Regions from separate parts of the Pan troglodytes genome. Here region 1 is linked to region 2. Evidence: chromatin contacts called from public HiChIP or PLAC-seq data. All regions are on one chromosome and are shown on one strand. Each heading gives the region's core, a stretch centred on a gene start, on an enhancer-like site or on the middle of the called end of the contact. The rest is flanking DNA. Distances are from core to core; before and after follow the strand shown.

What was found. HiChIP or PLAC-seq counts read pairs in DNA pulled down with a chosen protein or histone mark.
Region 1: a contact with region 2 is called in an H3K4me3 HiChIP or PLAC-seq map of stem cell-derived excitatory neurons, with 2.1 times the contacts expected there. The contact joins the promoter of BIRC2 here to the promoter of YAP1 in region 2. A contact is called at or near these places in 1 of 7 Hi-C or Micro-C datasets (stem cell-derived neural progenitor cells) and 1 of 1 datasets of contacts at active chromatin or transcription factors (stem cell-derived excitatory neurons).

Annotation. Positions count from the first base shown.
Region 1 is chr9:104,400,476-104,403,612 of NHGRI_mPanTro3-v2.0_pri, forward strand. It overlaps BIRC2 (baculoviral IAP repeat containing 2), which reads left to right and starts at 1,822. Exons shown (of 9, transcript XM_001152603.7): 1 at 1,822-2,323.
Region 2 is chr9:104,162,897-104,166,229 of NHGRI_mPanTro3-v2.0_pri, forward strand. YAP1 (Yes1 associated transcriptional regulator) reads left to right here and starts at 1,513. Exons shown (of 7, transcript XM_016921869.3): 1 at 1,513-2,254. The coding sequence starts at 1,934.

The sequences.
Region 1 (3,137 bases), core at 572-3,071, 240 kb after region 2:
CAACTCACCAAACTTCTTTAAATCCCTGGATTCATAATGATGGCTGTTTACTTTTGAGGGTTTTTAAAAAAAATCCGGCAGAGATTTTTAAATAGTATATGGTAGTGATCTAATTTTATTTTCCATTAGAATAACCATTCATTCAGCATTACTTATTAATTAATCATTTTCTCATTAATACATAATGCCAGTATATCAAATTCCCAAATACATAGATATGGGTCTCTTCTTGGGGCTCTGTATCTCCTTCCTTTAATTGTCCATCTTAGGGCGTTTAATAATACAAGACTGTCTCAATTACTATGGCTTTATTGTAACTCATTACCTGGTAGGACAAGACCTTCCAATCTTACTTTTCTTCTTCAAAATTGTTTTAAATACTGTAAATATTTTTTTCTACATAAATGTGAAAAACGTTAGAATGGCAACTGCAGCAGACATACATAGCTTATTTTTTTAATATTAACAGCAACTTTATACTAGCAAAATGAAAAAAAATTAACTGAATAAACAGGTAACTGAATTAACTAGCTGTAACACTAGACTACAAAGTTATACAAGATTAAAAGTTATGAGGTACTATTTATTATATGTAAATATTACAAATATTTTTTGTTAAAAATATCTAAGGCTTTTGAGTTTTTGAAATGCAAGCTTTCCCCTATACTTAAGTATATTCATTATCTTACTGTTTTGGTCAGGACAAGAACTGAAAAAGAGAAATAATCTTGAGTTCAGAATGAACAATTCTTGCTATATATATTTTCCCACATGTGTTGGGAATGTTCTGTAACCTTCCGAGAAATAGTGACTTGAACTAAATACTAAACTACTACCAAGCCCCAGGTGCATTTTTGGAAGTTTTTAGTCATTGGGAGCCATGGCATTTCTTTTCTCTGTATTACAAACTGTTACACTCACTTTCTTTGACTATTAACATTGGAACAGTAGACCTCCTGTTCTGTGACTGACTGGCAGGCAGAAATGACACAGACAGGAAATGGGAAATGGTTCAGGGTCTTGGAATTCCCCCGGCTCCCTAATTAAGTGGCTTGCTATTTGGAAGTTTTTAAAATATTTGCCCCTTGGAGTTCCCCAGAGAGAAGCAAGCATCGGATTCAATGGGCAAAGAGCGTCAACTTCAAAAGTCGTTCGTTGGCTGTCATACCACAAACATTTACTGCACGATACTGTGTCTATGGCACTATTGGGGGAGTATGGCGGGGGGATACAAAAGGTCCATGACTAGCAAAAGCCAAGGGTTTTTATTTACAAATTTTCTATTACCTAAGCATTAAAAAAAATTGGGCTCCTCTGTGGTTTATGTAGAATTATATGTGCATGTACACCAATACACAGGCAGACGTATATATTTCATTTTATTGAAACATTCAGAAAATACTGGGAGTGAAGCCTGACTTGCAATACAGTTCTCTTTGCTGGCAATGAGCATCTGAAATAATGACACTTTTTTCTTTAGTGCATATGAACTGTTTGTCTCCAGAACAGAAAACCAAAAGTTTAAAAACAAGATACTCCCGTTGACATCAAGTATTCAGAATTATTCATCTGATGCTTCCTAGTTTCCAACGTTTCGCTTTTTTCGATTTGCACAGGCAGCAGTTGAACGCTGATGCTACACAAACGGTTACAATTGTTTACTTAAGCAAAAAATGCCACCAGACTGACTCCATCCTCAAAATGCAGTCATCTCGACGCAGGGAGGCATCACACTTGGGGAGCCTTGCCAGGGGCCAGATCATAACCCTGAGGTGACACAGGGTAGGACGCGCAAAACCACCGGCGCCAGGGCGTTTCCGCAGGGTTTCCCAAAAGTCAAACGCAGCGGCTCACGGTTTGCCACGTCCCCCAGGAGAATGGTAGGCACAGAGAGGAAATGTGGAGGGGGCACAAACCGCAAGGTGAAGAAAACGAACAAACACCGAGTTGATACGGATAGTCCCCGTTCCCCTGAGGGCCGACCCCGTGACTCCCGATGAGCGTCCAGTTGCGCCGGGCGTCCCTGGGCCTCCCAGCGTCTTTCCCGGAGGTTCATCGCCCCACGGCGGAAAGCGCTCTCGGTTCCGCTTTCCGGCCCCAGCCTCCCGGGCGCCCTCGCGCGGCGGCTAACGCTGGTCCTCGGCCGGGCGCGCTGACGTCATCGTGCGTCGGAGTGAGCCCGGATGGGGCGGCGGGCTTCGGGAGCGCCCGGGCTGATCCGAGCCGAGCGGGCCGTATCTCCTTGTCGGCTCCGCTGATTCCCGGCTCTGAGGAGGCCTCTAGGCAGCCGCGCAGCTTCCGTGTTTGCTGCGCCCGCACTGCGGTGAGTGCTGCTCCTTCCGGGCTCGGGCGGCGCGGGTCGGGTGGGGACGCGAGGGCCCGCGGGGGCCCACTTCCCTGATGTGGCGGCCGAACGAGGAAGGACGGGGCCTGAGGCCCTTCGGCCAAGGGTCGAGGGTCGCCGGGGGCTCTCTGCTTTCTACTCTCGCCAAGGTTTTATTGGATTCGGAAGCCCCAACTTCGAGACTTGCAGTCAAAGCGATTTTTAAAATGACTTGTTTTCAAGCCTCCTCTGGCCGCCGCCCACTCTTCTGGCCCTTGGACTTTGACCAAGATGTTCTCTCGCAGTTTTTGCAAGGTTTTAAACTTAGCCCTCGGCGTTCTTTTAATGTAATACATTGAAACGAAGATATTTCGGTGGCGGCGATATTTCATATTTCATAGTTGCCACTGCGCTCTGTCATTCCAGTAGTCGTCTGTTGTGTATTGTGAGAAGCAACTCTGGGAAATTATTGGGTAAATCCCATAGTTTCTATTCTTTTCCCTTCCATCCTATCCCCTGCCCAGCTGCAATTTGCGTAAAGAGAAAGCAGCAGTGCGGTGCACGTAGATAAAAATCTTTCATTTAAAGATAGGATATAAGACTGGGTGTAATTAAAGCAATCATGCCAGTGGTCGTAGTGCCGGAGCCACTGTTTCACAGGCCACTGTGTTAGGTTTTGTTTTCGAGTTGCTTTCTGTGGTCGTTGCTTTGAAATTGTAAGGGAATGGCAGAGTTTAAGAGTTTATATTAATGAACTCGTGGTGCATTTTACTGCAGTTTTCCTAGTCGTGGAGAGACTTGATATTACAAACTA
Region 2 (3,333 bases), core at 263-2,762:
TGTCATTTACTCTGATCCTTTTTTTCAGACAGGAAACTGGGGGTTCAGAGTAGTTGATTGGAATCTTCTGTTAGAATTTTGAGTGTCTGAGGCCTGCTCCTTTGGCCGAGCCCTACCACACCAAGTGATACAGATCCTTCAGAATTCTCTTGGGCATGTTCTGGCTGAAGGAAGAAATTACCTTTTTGCTCACGGACTTTTTCCTTGCTTAATCCTACTTATACCTTTGTTTCACTAGCATTGTAGACGAAATCATTAAAACAAGAAAGCCAGATTTCCTTAGAATGGGCTTGTGCATTTAAAATTAGACTGATGTTGCACAATCCTATGAATATATTAAAAAAAACAGTGAATTGCTTAAATATACAAATATGTACAACTATTACAAAAACTGTATGGTATATAAATTATATCTCAACAAGGATGCTTTAAAAAAAAAAAAACCCAGAGTGTATGACTTAAAGAACATTTCTATTGTTTTTGAGTGGCTTCCAGAAGGGCTCCTTGTACATCAGGTGCCTGGGGTGACCTCCTTGCCCATTCATTTCTTATTCAGTCCACATTAACGGAGTCCACCCTTGGGCCAGGCACAGGGATAGCAGGGGTAGGGACCCAGCTCCTTGAGGATGAAAGACAGGTACAGAGGAATGAATGCTTGTACCTGAAGAAGCACTAATTTTTTGGGTTGCGGCTTCCAGTGACTAATGCAAATTCGAGTACTAAAAAAATTGATGTGATTTCACTATTTGGAAAATGCAGTGTTTTTGTTTCTTTTAATAAGTTACACTGAGTCACAGACCTGGTCTCAAAGCTTCAATTACAGTAACCATTTACCCCTTTCAAGTGAGTTTTTGCATACTAACAGATAAGTGAAACAGAATTACAAAATAAAGTTAATGCTGAAAACAATGGACCTTTATTAACATCAATGCCGGCTCACGGTATCTATTTTAACTGCAATCTATCCTCCCGGCTTTAAGCTCGCACAGGCGCTCCGCTCGGTCAAGCCGGGGTAACGCGAGGAGGAGGAGGTGGGTTCGCACATCCTCTCTCCACTTCTTTCGGCCTTGGCCCTTTCGCAGGTCCAGGCGAACTGGAAGCGCCTTTCCCGAGCACGGGCGGGGAAAAGGGGCCGAGCGGAGCGGAAGAACTTCCTGCAGCCAAGGGCGCCCGCGTTCTCCGCAGACACCACAGTTCGGACCCGGATTGGACCCATCGTTTGTGGTTCGCGGGGCAGAATACGGGGCACGCTTCGGGCCCCTGCCCGGCTGAGCGCGGGCGAAAGGCGGACCGGGCCAGGGCGAGCGGGTCACGTGCGGCCGGGAGAGGCGCCGCGGGCCGGGAGTGTGCAGGAATGTAGCAACTTGCAGCGAAAAGTTCCCTGCGCTGCCGGCCGGGCCGCGGTGCGGGCGGGCGCGCAGAGGAAGGAAGAGCCGAGAGGAGGCGGGGCCGCGGCGGCGCGGGCGGGCGCTTCTCCTAACTTTAGTTTTGGCGTTTGAGGCGAGTTTCTGTCTCAGTCGGGCGCAGCCGCCGCCAGGGAAAAGAAAGGGAGGAAGGAAGGAACAAGAAAAGGAAATAAAGAGAAAGGGGAGGCGGGGAAAGGCAACGAGCCGTCCGGCCTCCGTCAAGGGAGTTGGAGGGAAAAAGTTCTCAGGCGCTGCAGGTCCGAGTCCCTCGCAGCCCCTCCCGAGGCGCAGCCGCCAGACCAGTGGAGCCGGGGCGCAGGGCGGGGGCGGAGGCGCCGGGGCGGGGGATGCGGGGCCGCGGCGCAGCCCCCCGGCCCTGAGAGCGAGGACAGCGCCGCTCCCGCCGCCCAGCGCCGCCCGGCCCGCAGCCGTCGCCGCTTCTCCACCTCGGCCCGTGGAGCCGGGGCGTCCGGGCGTAGCCCTCGCTCGCCTGGGTGAGGGGGTGCGCGTCGGGGGAGGCAGAAGCCATGGATCCCGGGCAGCAGCCGCCGCCTCAACCGGCCCCCCAGGGCCAAGGGCAGCCGCCTTCGCAGCCCCCCCAGGGGCAGGGCCCGCCGTCCGGACCCGGGCAACCGGCACCCGCGGCGACCCAGGCGGCGCCGCAGGCACCCCCCGCCGGGCATCAGATCGTGCACGTCCGCGGGGACTCGGAGACCGACCTGGAGGCGCTCTTCAACGCCGTCATGAACCCCAAGACGGCCAACGTGCCCCAGACCGTGCCCATGAGGCTCCGGAAGCTGCCCGACTCCTTCTTCAAGCCGCCGGAGCCCAAATCCCACTCCCGACAGGTAACCTCGTCGCCCCTCTCCCCGTTTCCCCGTCGGGCGGGCCTCAGACCGGGGGGGCGCTCGGGAGCCGCGGCCGCCAGCTCTGGTCAGGGGAGGGGGGTTGCGGGAACTCTAGCTGGGGTGGGGGTCCCGAGGCGAAGTGGAGGAACTGGAGTCGTCCACTCCGCCGCGGTGACCAGCTCCCCACTCCTCCCAGAGTCCGGGGCTGAGATTTGTTTTTCCCTTCTGAGTTTCTCTCTGCGGTTGCAGCCCCGGGGGGCGTGCTTTCCCTCCTTCTTCCTTTCTTTCTTCCCGGGGTTCCCGAGAGGTTGGCGGGAGTGGAGGAGGGGTGGGGAGGAAGGAAGGGGGTGGGGAAAGTCGGGCCTGGGCCGCGGTGGGCTTGCACAATGCGCGCGCCTCCGCGCGCTCCGCACCTTCGCTCCCGCCGGGCCGGGCTGGGAAAGGGGGAGGGGGGCCTCTGGCATTTGTGTGTGGGTGTGTTGCCAGCGGCGGCCGAGTTTGTGAAGTTGAGCCCTGGGCCCCTTTCCTTTGCGGCCTCTCGGTCCACTTCAGTCTCCTGGGGGAGTCAAATAATTGTTCTCTTGTTTTCCAGTGTTGATTAGAGGTGGGGGTAGAACCGGTCCATTTAGTTTTTTGCTCTTTCTTTCCTTCCCCCCTCCCGTTTCCCCTCCCCCTCCCGTAAGCATTTATTTTCCTCGCTGCTCAGGCGATTTCGGAATACAGGTTTCGGGCTTCCCCTGCCCAGACTTTCCTGGAAGTTGTTTATGGAGTTCTTTCACCCCTGCTCTTCCCTTGTGTGTTGGAACTTGGGCCGGCTTGCTGTTATCAAACTTAGTAGGTCGCGTGTTGGTTTCCCAGTTGTAGACTATTATTTACAGTCGGCTGAAACGCTTTTGAATTAGCCACATCTGTACGTTGCGCAGGAACTGAGTTGCGCTTTACAGTACCGAGGTTTTAACACAAGCCTTTGATAATACACTGCAGGTTGACTCATAGGCTAAGTCCTGCCTAGTTCAACTGTGATTAAAAGTTAATGTTTGGGAAGCGATGACTAATTCTAGGATCGCCATTGCTTTTTA